2 separate regions of the Mus musculus genome follow, and region 2 is linked to region 1. The links are chromatin contacts, called in public HiChIP or PLAC-seq maps. All regions are on one chromosome and are shown on one strand. Each heading gives the region's core, a stretch centred on a gene start, on an enhancer-like site or on the middle of the called end of the contact. The rest is flanking DNA. Distances are from core to core; before and after follow the strand shown.

Region 1 (5,511 bases), core at 827-3,326:
TTACTCCCTGATTGGCTGCAGCCCATCGGCCCAGTTGTCATCACGAGAAAGGCAGAACACATGGCGGGAAAACTGCCCCTGCACGTGTGCAGATTATGTTTACCACTTAGAACACAGCTGTCAGCGCCATCTTATAATGGCAAATGTGAGGGCGGCTCCCCACAATTAGACACATCCACATGATTTATTACAATTATTTCATCAATAATTACCTTATTTATTTTGTTTCAACTAAAAATTTCCTCACAAACCTTCCCATGACCACCATCGCCAAAAGCATTAACAACACTAAAAGTATTCTGTGATTTTGTGATCCTGGGCGTGTTGGGGCACCTGGAAGTGGAACTTCCTCTGGGTGTTCTGGGACTGGCTGTGGACTTCATGCCCAAGGTCTGCTCAGGGCACTGGCCCAGACTGGAAGAATCATGAGCCACTCCAAAACATTTTTCTTAATAGTCCATAGTGCTACTATATTTGGTTGAAAGGAAAATTCATTCTATAGGGACTTCAGTGTTTAGCAGAATAAAGAGACCAAATTCTCATAAGACCATGACACAGGCCAGGTAAAGAAGGGCTGAAAGTTCAGATATGTGCTGGGAGAATTTAAGAGACAGGGAGACCACACCCAGTTGGGTGGGTGAAAGCAGATACCATGGTTGAGATATTCACCATGGATTTGAAGGCTGGACTATATCAAAATCATAAGGTGAGGGTATGGAAGGGCAGGAAACGATGAGGTAAGAAAATCCAGGGTTGAGAGTCTGGGAGATAATAGTTGTGCCCTGGGGCATAATATCTACCTAAGGAATTGAGAGACAATAGATAGACATATGTCCAATATATTAACAAGGGTGGTTGGCCAATGTAAACAAAGTCCAAATGAGAGGGAAGTGAAATGCTGCTTTGTTCTGAATGTGGGCTGTTTACTGTATATCTCTCCGTTGCCTTAATTTCTTCACGTGTAAAATTGAGATGTTCTCAACATAGATCTATATGCTTTCACACAAGAGGTCACAATACTTACTGAGTATCACTTATGTATTTAGGTACTATGGCTTCAGGCTTTTCATGCCACGGGACAGCCAGACTACAAAGGTTTGTTTGAGCCCCACTGATGTCTGATGAGATGCGGAGAGAACACACGGGTTGACTGATATCCCAATGATAAGAGTTGCTTAGGCAGAGATGGTAAGATATTACCTAGTCTGTGACGTGGATGAGCTCATCGTGTATGTGAGCCTTGAGTTAAGTGGATGCCTAGGGAAGTGCTCAGTAACAGCTAGCATTGAGAACATTTTAATCAATTATATTATCATTATTTGACTGGGAGAATTATCATAGGCTCGGCAGGGTAGGCCATGTTTACAACTGGTTTTAGGGGTGTAGGCTTTGACACAAGGAATGGGGCAGAAGGACACTCTAGACTATGGGTACAGTAAGATCTAATGTTCTTTGGGAGCAGGGAGGTAACCTGGACATTTATCTAAGGCTTTTCGGGAATCACAAGAGAGAGGGCTTGCTGGCGAGATGGTAAAATTTGCCTGCTCTCTGCCTGTGGGTACTGTCAGCATTGGCAGTTTCATTACAGAAAGGGAGCCTTTCTCAGCTTTCTGTTTAGGGGGCTGGTCTGTCTTCACTTGCTGCCAGGTTCTTCTGCTGATATCTTCATATCCAAGTCCGTGTGAGCAGGCACCCTGTTCAGCTGGTGACAGCCAGGACAGAGGAAAAAACAAACAAACAAACAAACAATATCTTCATGACTAGGAGTCCCCACTCAAAACTCCTCAGCTTTCCGTCTCGACTCCCTGTTTCCCCTCACGACAGCCTGTGGCTTGGTGCTCATGTATCCAAAGGAAAGAAAAGATAGAAAGGGAGTAGCACAAAGTCCCCTGCAAGGCATGTGCCTTTCTGTTCCTGCTCTTCTTTCCTTTGTATTCACTGCTGATACTTCACTTATGAGCCCAAAGGGCAAAGCTGACCTAACCTCTCTCCGAGGCCAGACACTCCTGGGTAAGCAAAAACAGAGGGGCTTCTGGAGAGGAAATGAAAGAAGACAGATGTGGTTTTCTCTTAAGACTTTCAACTGTGAGCTGTGGGGGAGACTCATTTTGAAATAGAAAGCAGGGCTTGATTGTGTGATGTCAATACAAGCGTTTGGAATCCCTCCGTAAGAGAGGAGGGAGATGAATAGGGGTTCTCCACCTACCCTGCTGGAATCCTTGGCTGAGAAGCTGGCATCATGGGTGAAAAGCACAAGAAAAAGGAACCAGATCCCCTGGGGCTTCTGGTCTAGTGTTTTCCAAAGGGCAAGGGCCACATGATGTTAGAGCACATGGGGGCACCTCAGTGTGGGACTCTCCTTAAGGCCTCTGGATCCTATGCTGGCCTGGAACTCATGAATTTCAGACTGGCCCTGATACATGGTGATCCTCCTGCTTCAAACTTCCCATGTGCTAGGATTATAGGTGTAAGCCCCTGTAACTAATTTAAGAGTAACTTCATGGTAGTAAAATAAATCATTTTCCAAGGTTGACTACGCACTGAATAGAATAATACCCCGAGGCTCTCTGATAATAAAGGCTAACATTTATAAAAGCCAATGCTCATATGTTGTAGCCTTGAAATTATTATCTCATTTAATCTTTGCATAGCCTCAGGATGTCAATGCTATTATAATTATTAGAGTCATAACACCAAGTTTGTCCTACATGGGGCTTGCCTGGATGATTGCGTCCACTGACTTACAGACCAGATGTCAGACTTGTCTCCCGGATCCCCAGCTTGCCAACTGCATATGTTGGGACTTGTCATTTTCCATAATCACATGAGTCTTATAATACATCTATTTCTGTACATATATGTAGATACATGTAGAGGGAATGAGGTCTTTGTGGTCACAGAGACACCCTAGGGAAAACATGAATGTTAAGCACGTGGGCTTGTCTCTTCAATGGAAGGGATGTATATACCCGTTTCCCACCCAAAAGCTGGGGGTGGATGGCTTTATTAGCCTGGTGATCTGTGTTATCCTTAGGACCAAGCCTCACCCTCATCCTGGAGACCATGACATTGACTCCAGACTCTCTCTAGACTTTTATCCTTAGCTTTGTTTCTCAGTCAATAGAACCCAACCTTACAGGAGATGTCACAAGTGGTACTCTATAGCTGGGAACCTCTATGCTATCTTCATGAGCAAGGAAGGCTACCCCAGATCGTAAGCCCTTAAGCTACAGAGCCCACCTTCGTGGTAGAGGCCATGTGCACTTTGCAAAAGAGTTTTAATGCAGTCACTTCTTGGGCTTTATTGTGCACAAGGGGTTGAAATCATTCTTATGAGGAAACTTTTTCCCAAGACTGTAATGTACTTAAACATGTCTAAAATAAACTCTTGGAAAAAAAAAGAGTTTGAACCAACACTAGCTAACCAGGTAGTGGTGAACCAAACTTCCTTTTTGCCTCAATTGGCTCACTCCTCTGCTGGCTGTGGAGCTTGCAGGGATCCCCCCATAAAAACTTCTTGGAAGGGGTGACGCAAGATGTCCTGTTTAGGACCGAGCACTAAACAGCCGCTTATTCTCAACTCTCTGACCAGCTCTGAGCTTATGTAGTAATCAGTTCTCACTGCAAGAGGAAGCCTCTCTGAGCCAAGCCCAGGGCAGCACTAATCTCTGGGCATAACCAGAACTATTAAGATAGTTGCACAGACATAGCATATCAATTTAACATAACAAGAGCACTAGCTTCCACATCAGGGCCTATGACCTCTACAGCTGTGATTTTTTAACCAGGTTTGCAACACCAGGCATGAATCCCCTCCAGTGGATTGGGCCTCAAGCCCAATCAGACAGTGATCAGTTGCCCTACAAACAGTTACAGCTATGCTAGTGGCCAGCTGACACACACATTCTAACATGCAGGGCTTGCAGTCATGTTATGTCTCCCCACAACCCCCAGCTTCCTAGCATCTCCCAGAACTATAAAAGCTAGCTAGTAGGGGAAGAAGTTTCCAGCCTGGCTCCAGTTTGATTTCCTAATGTCCCATAACCAAACAAGGTTGATGTCTTCAGTAATATGGTTTTATTGTCTGGTTCTGGTGGGCAATAACAACAACAACAACAACTACAACTACTACAACAACAAAACCCCCAATAACAATAAACTGTATTATTTTGGGGACATGGGGGACTTCAAATGGCCATACACTCACAAGGAATATCTCATGTCTGACTTTGGAGTTTTAACTTAAAGACTTGATTCTGGGAGCCACATTAGCCACATGTTCAGGACACCTCCATTGAAACATTCTTTTCTTGTAAATTATACGTGCAGTTAGCTTATGTGGCAAGGAGTTTCTGTATGGCCGTTCCATATCTCTTAGTTTCAGTTAACTCTCCCATTTTCTAGTACACTCAGCCCATTCCTGTTTAAACTGGTCCATCCCCAGCTGGTTTGGTTCTACCACTGCATTTTCAGGTCTTGAGCATTTTACTCTTTAAGACACCCCCCCCCACAGTTCATTTCTGGCTTCCTAGCCTCTACAAAAATCACCCCAACTTAAACATACAGAAACGGAAACATTCTAAGTGAGGACTCCCATATTGAGAAGATGCAGTGCTTGTGTTTCCTGACCTGGGAACACCCCACTGAGTCTATTTTCCAGTTTCAACCATTCTCCTGAAAATTTTGTAATTCTGTTTTTCTTTATGTGTATGCAGTATATTCTAATTATACATTCATAAGTTGATGGATACCTAGGGTGGTTCTACTTCCTAGCTACACTGTAAAGAAGAACGGTGCGATGGATTCTCAGGCAGCCCTATCATGGGAGATCATCTCCTTACATGGCTAGGAGTGGTATAGCTGGGTATAAGGTAGTTCAACCTTTAGCTTTTAGAGAAATTCTATTTCCACTCTGGTTTAAACCCCCGCTAATACGGAATAAAGGCTTCCCTTCCCCACCCTACATCCCCACTAGCATTTGCTGTCATTTATTCTTTTGTTAATAACCATTCTGACTAGAGCAAGATGGAATCTTTAAAAAAATTTTTTCAATTTCATTTGTATCCCTCAGATCCATCTAAGGATGAACACTTAACTATTTATAAGTTGTTTGTATTTCTTCTTTTAAGGATTGTCTATTCAGTTCCACTGGGCATTTTCTTTCTTTTTAAAAAGTAAGTGTGTGTGTGTGTGTGTGTGTGTGTGTATGTTTGTGTGCATGTGTGCACCTGCCCCACACATGCACATGAGGACTTGTGGAAGCCAGAGTCAAGATCAGAACTTGGTCTTGGGGGTCTTTTTCTATCACTCTCCACTTTAGTTTTGGTGTCAGGGTCTCCATTGGAATTGGGAACTTGTTGATTGGCCAGATCATCTGGTCACTGTACCCTAGGGACTTTCCTGTCTCTATCTGGCAGCGCTGGGATTGTAGGTGTGTGCATCAACACGCGACTTCCTATATTGGATGCTGGGCATCTCTCCTCAGGTCCTTGTGCTTTGATGTCGGGCATG
Region 2 (5,511 bases), core at 1,287-3,786, 140 kb before region 1:
TCTCCATCATGTCTCTGCAAGCCACGTAAACTAAAGGTGACTCAAACCCATGTTAGACAGCCCAGCAGCTAAGTAAATGAAAAGTTTTGTCCCAGAAACAGTAAACTTTCTTTCCAGAAACAGAAAATGTTTCTTCCCAGAAACGGAAAGACTCAATAAATGCTCACCAAAACCCCAAACCCTGGCTGTTTCAATAAATGCCTTTCCAAGACATGGAAACAACGTCTTGTATAATGTGCAGTTTATTATAGGGCTTGAGGGTTAGGAAACACAGATCCTCACTCTGCATTGTCCTAAAACTACCAAAGTTTAGTTTTGAATAGGGAGAAATCAGACAAAGAAACTTCAACAGTAAGAAAAATGTAACTGCTGGGCTCCGTTGGAAAACTATCTTTAAAAAAAAAAAAATGTGGTATTAAAAAAAAAAGGAATCCCACAACTCCTTAACTACCTTTTTAAAAAAGACAAAGCAAAAATAAGATGACTTAAATTGATAACAGATAATTTAGGGCTGAAAGTTACAAACAAAACCATCACCATCAACCTTCCTTCTCTGCTCCCAGCAATTCAAACAAATTCTAAATCAACTAAAACTGAATCTAAGCAAATGGGGGACAAGGAGGCTGTCTATCCATTGGGATGCTGAGACCTTAAAAAAAATAAACAAACAAAACAAAAAACAAAAAAACAAAAACAAAAACGAGAGGGCGAAGCTGGACCCTAAAATCCGAAAGTAACTCCGCCCAGAAAGGAGACCAGGAAAGAGAACTTCCTTACATAAGCGCTGGCACACGTTTTAAATATAGCTAATCCTCCCCACTCCCACTGTGTTGCTAGCTAACTTTGTAGGGACTTGGTTTCCACAGAAACTACTAGCAATCCTGTGATTCCTCATCATCTCCGAAACCACATCCACAGATAAGAGTCCACCCTCCAGTGAAAGAGCCATCGTCCAACCTAAGGGCCCGACACAGAGAAGGAAAACAACGCTACCTCTGCCATTGGACGCTCAGCCTAGGTCACGACTGCAGCACCGGCAGCTCATCCTTTTGGGTCTGGTTCAAGATTCACAAAACTGCACACTCGGTATTTTATAAAATAAAGACAGACACACACACACACCCCTTCCTTTCAGACTAGTTTCCTGTTTACTGCAGACAGAGATGCAAAGCCATCCATTAATCTTTGATGCCTTCCCACTGCAAAGGCCCCTTCCCCCGCCCCATCTCACTCTCTCCCCGCACCTCCCCCAACCCCGCCTGCTTTGCTCAGATACATTTGAACTGTAGTAACCCCAAGCCAGCTCGCCGCAAGCAGGCAGCGAGCACAGCACAGCAGCGCGGCACGGACGCAGCAGCCCCAAGGCTAGGGGATTACGTGGAGCAGAAACTCTGCCAGGAAGAGAAGCCCGGGTGCTCCCTGCCTCGCCAAGGGTGCTGGCTCTACCGCGCCTCATAAGGCGCGCTTATATGAGTCAAGTTCCTAACCCTTAGATAGAATAGGGGGTTCATTCCACAAAGGTCCTAGGGTGGGAAAGCAGAACTGGAGAGGGCGAACCCAGGGATGGCGAGCGGGAAAAGGAACACAGTAAGAGAGAGATGAGCTGCTCGTGACTGAAGAGAGGCGCACTGCACACTAAGCCAGGGGTCCCCCTATTCTTTGGGCTTGGCAGGTCTTTCTGAAACCCGCAACCTGCACCGCCTGCACATGGTTAGGCTGAGTTAAGGGGCTGCGAGGTGAGGAGACGCCAGGGAAGAGGGAAGAAGCTTGAAAGCAAAAAGAGTGAACAGAAACGCAAAAGACGAAAAGTTAGAAATGCAAACCTGAGCAAAGGAGCCCGGACTGGACACCTCTGCCAGAGAGACCGGGAAAGGCCTTGCAACCGGGGTACAGGAGAGCAGAGAGGGGTGAGCCCCAATGAGGGCATCTCAGGAATGTGAGGGTTCTCTCCCTCTCCAGGCGCGGGAGGAAAGAAGGATGGAAGGTGGTGAGGAGGCAGCCGAGGCCCCGGGAACGAGTATGAGGCTCTGCGAGGAGGTCGCAGGAGACTGATCGCTGCTCAGGGGTGGGCGGGAGGGCGCGGTGCGGAGGGGGACCAGGCCGGGGCCAAGAGCCGGAGAAGGAGGGGGCGCGGCGGGGAGGAGCGAGGGTGGGGGAGGGGAGGGGAGGCGCAGTGGGCAGCAGGCCTGCGGGATGCTCCCGGCTGACCGCAGTCACCTGGAGCCGCAGCCTCCCTGCCTGCGGGGCGGCACTGGGGATGGCGGTGTCCGCTGCTGCCCGGCTCCGATTCCCGCCCCTCCGGTGAGATCTTCGGTTCCGACGGCGGGGGGCCCGGTTTGCGCGGCTCACAGCGGCGGCTCTCCCGCGTCCGGCCTCGGCTGCGGCGTCTCGGGAGGCGGAGGCAGCGGAAGCGGCCCGAACCGTGAGGTCACCATCCTCCGCGGCGACAAAGGCGCTCCCGGGCCGAGCGCCGGCACCAGCGCCCGGCGGCCGCCATGGCCTGGTCCCCGCGCTCCGGCTCCGCCCCCCGCGCTCTGCGGCGACCGCCGGCTCGCGCGCTCTGCGCCTGCGCGCGAGCTCGCCATCGCCCGGCCCCCGTGCGCCCACGCTCACTCACAATCGCGCACGGCGGGATCTTCCCGCACCGCCTCCGTTGAGTGGGCCCGAAACGCCGGCTTCTCTTTGGTGCTGGTCCGGCAGACTATTCCAAGGAAGGGTGAGGCGACACCGGGACATGCACTGTGACCCCAGCCATTCTGACACGTGTTCGCGCTCACTCCGCAGACACCACGAGCCGCACGCGCCCACACCTACACTCACCTGCTGGGACCACGTGGGACAATGTGAAAGGCTGGTCCCTGCCGCGTGCAAACCCAGAGCAATTTTTAACTCTCTCCTTGACTAGACTAAGACTCGTCTCTAAGGCATCAGGGACGACGAAGAGTAAAATGCTGGATGAGTGAATGGTTTGGAATTGCTCCCTGGGACTGTATTCCGGCTCCTTCGTTTGGTGCAAATGATTAACTACTGTATGAAAATAAAAGGTGTAAATAGGTTTGCCATTTCTTTTGGTTCAAGGTTCAAACCACATTAGTGTGCACACACCCTTTCCCTGAAACCCTTTTGTTCTGCTCTAGTCTCCTAATACTATGGCACATTCTTGCCGTATTATAAATGTAGAAGCTTTTAGAGCAGGATCTGTGTCTATATAGTATATAAGCTTGCTGAGGACTTAAGCTGATCTTTGCAGGGATCTATTACTACGTTCATCTGTATTACCATTGCCTCGCTATTACCTTCTGCCATTTGCTCTGTTGTTCCTTGCTTTTAGTTTAGTCCCTTGAGAATCAGTTGCCACTAGAAACTAGTGTGGCCTTTCATTAGGCAGTGCCTAGGTAACAGAAGATGAACACCAAGTGATTTGTAAGGCATTGCAACCATTCTGGCTCATTCGGAAACTTGCCAAGAGCCTCCACCTTACAATCTGTACAAGACAAAATGAGTATTCTTTGATGTTTATGTGTCCTTGTCCACTGCTTATGAGACACATACACCCACGATTCTGAACCTCTGGGTCTCCCCTGCTATAAAACTGTAAACACAACCTCTACATATACAAGGTCATCAGAGCAGGAGAGATGGCTTAGCTCTTAAGAGCCCTTTTTGTTCTTCTAGAGAACACCCCACCCCCAGGTTCAATTCTCAGCACCCAGGTGTAGCTGGTAACTCGAGTCCCAGAGGATCTGACGCCCTCTTCTGGCCTCCATGGACACTACAAACATGTGGTGCTCAGACATATCTGCAGACAAAACATTCATAGATGTAAAATAAGTAATATGTAGCCAAAGCCATCACTAAAGTTCACAGTAGCATATCTCCCTCCCATTTTCTGTGACTGTGATAAAACTTGGACAGAATTTATGGAGAATGGGTGTGTTTCAGCTCACTGTTTAACGCACAGTCCCTCGTGGGGCAGGTTAAGGCATCAGGAACTTGAAACAGCTGGTCACTTCACCCAGAGTCTAGAAGCAGAGAGTGATGTGAATGCATGCATGTCACTGCTCACTGCCTCATGTTCCTCACTCGTAAGCAGTGCAGGATGCCCTATCCAAGGAATGGCATCACACTAATCAAGAGAATGTCCTCAGGAGCCATGGTCCCATGTGACTAATTTTGTCAAATTGATGATTATCGGTAACTGTCACCTACTAGCTTCATAGCAGGGTTTAAATGTTTCTGGGGGTTCTGTTCATAACTCGTTATAGCCACTTTTGTTTGGATCCCTTAGGCCACCTTGGAATAACCATTAAACCTGTCACATCACAGAGCAGTGGTTTCATGAGTCTCTTCTGTATGTAGCCTCCTAGGTAAAAATCCTCACTGGCTGATGGTTGCAATAGGAAGCTGCCTATGCTAGCAACAGCTTTCCTTGGCTTTTACTCTCAAAGTTTCACTGCTGGCTAAGGCAGGAAAATATGTGGCCAGAAACACAGAATAAAGAATTCAAAATGCATATAACACTAAACTTGAATTGGTTGCCTTTGTCCTCAGGTAAATTTCAGAGTTTTGACAATATTTAAAAGTTTCATTAGATTCATGCTTTGCCTTAGTGGAAGGGGGGGGGGTCACCTCTGCCCTTTGCCATTCTATGTCTTTTTAAAGGAGAAAGAAAATGGCTTCAAAGCTTAAGCACTCCACCATAAGTACACTGGACATGTCAAAGCAAGAACAAATCATGTGTCCTTTTACCTTTGAGTTTCACAGGAGTGGCTTGTAAATGCTGAAGTTCAAAACAATGTGTGAAGAAAATTGCTCTGGTAATGAAAGGGTTACTGCAGGAACCTTGCTGCTAATCCAGTTTGGGTAAGGCTCCAGGAGCTACTATGTAAATAAAACTAAAAAGAAAATCCCAGAGACAAAAAAAAAAAAAAAAAAACCCAGCTGGGATTGAAGAAAGGGTCACCAGAATAGAAGAGAAGGGTCACAATGTAAGTACTTCCTGGAAAGAGTCACTCAGCCATCCAAAGCAGGAAAAACCAGGAACTGAATTTATGGGAACAAACTTAAGAAAATGCCCAGTTGCCACAACTTGTTCATAAAAGAAACTGGCCTGGGAACTAAGGGAACCGGGAACAACAGCATGCAAAGTTCTAAAGATACGAACGCATCCAATTGCCAGGAGAAAGTCAGGGCAGTGTTTTAAACCTTGAATCTTTGTTGCAGTTCTAGCCCTTCTAAAAGACTAGCTCCCAGGTTTCTTATAGAGCCAACGCTTGCTACTAAATGGAAATGGGCATCTGTGGTAGATCTGCAGGTAACCGATGGCCAGTTCAGGAGGCACTGCTTTTGCAATCCAGACTTGAGATAGCCTAGCGCAGCTTTCACACGATTAAGGCAACTTCCAAAGACCCTGGATAGCCAACTTGAGAATTGAAGGAGAAGCATCATGTGTTCATTTATTCTTATACTATTTTTCTCTGAGTATTTAGACATCTTTTCTATCCAGTTAAA

Evidence for each region. HiChIP or PLAC-seq counts read pairs in DNA pulled down with a chosen protein or histone mark.
Region 2: a contact with region 1 is called in an H3K27ac HiChIP or PLAC-seq map of microglia, with 2.9 times the contacts expected there. The contact joins the promoter of Rnf145 here to the enhancer-like site in region 1. A contact is called at or near these places in 2 of 39 promoter capture datasets (the C10 cell line and macrophages), 1 of 484 Hi-C or Micro-C datasets (large pre-B cells), 4 of 115 datasets of contacts at active chromatin or transcription factors (bone marrow-derived macrophages, embryonic stem cells, large pre-B cells and 1 more) and 1 of 9 other capture datasets (adipose tissue).

Annotation. Positions count from the first base shown.
Region 1 is chr11:44,378,961-44,384,471 of GRCm38.p6, reverse strand. No RefSeq gene overlaps it. Among named protein-coding and RNA genes, the nearest start is that of Il12b, 18 kb to the left of the region's middle. Within about 2 kb of position 2,076, at least 27 of the 459 cell types and tissues checked have an H3K27ac peak or open chromatin away from gene starts, as enhancers often do. A contact at or near this core is called in microglia, where this site is marked.
Region 2 is chr11:44,515,981-44,521,491 of GRCm38.p6, reverse strand. It overlaps Rnf145 (ring finger protein 145), which reads right to left and starts at 2,536. Exons shown (of 11, transcript NM_028862.4): 1 at 2,218-2,536.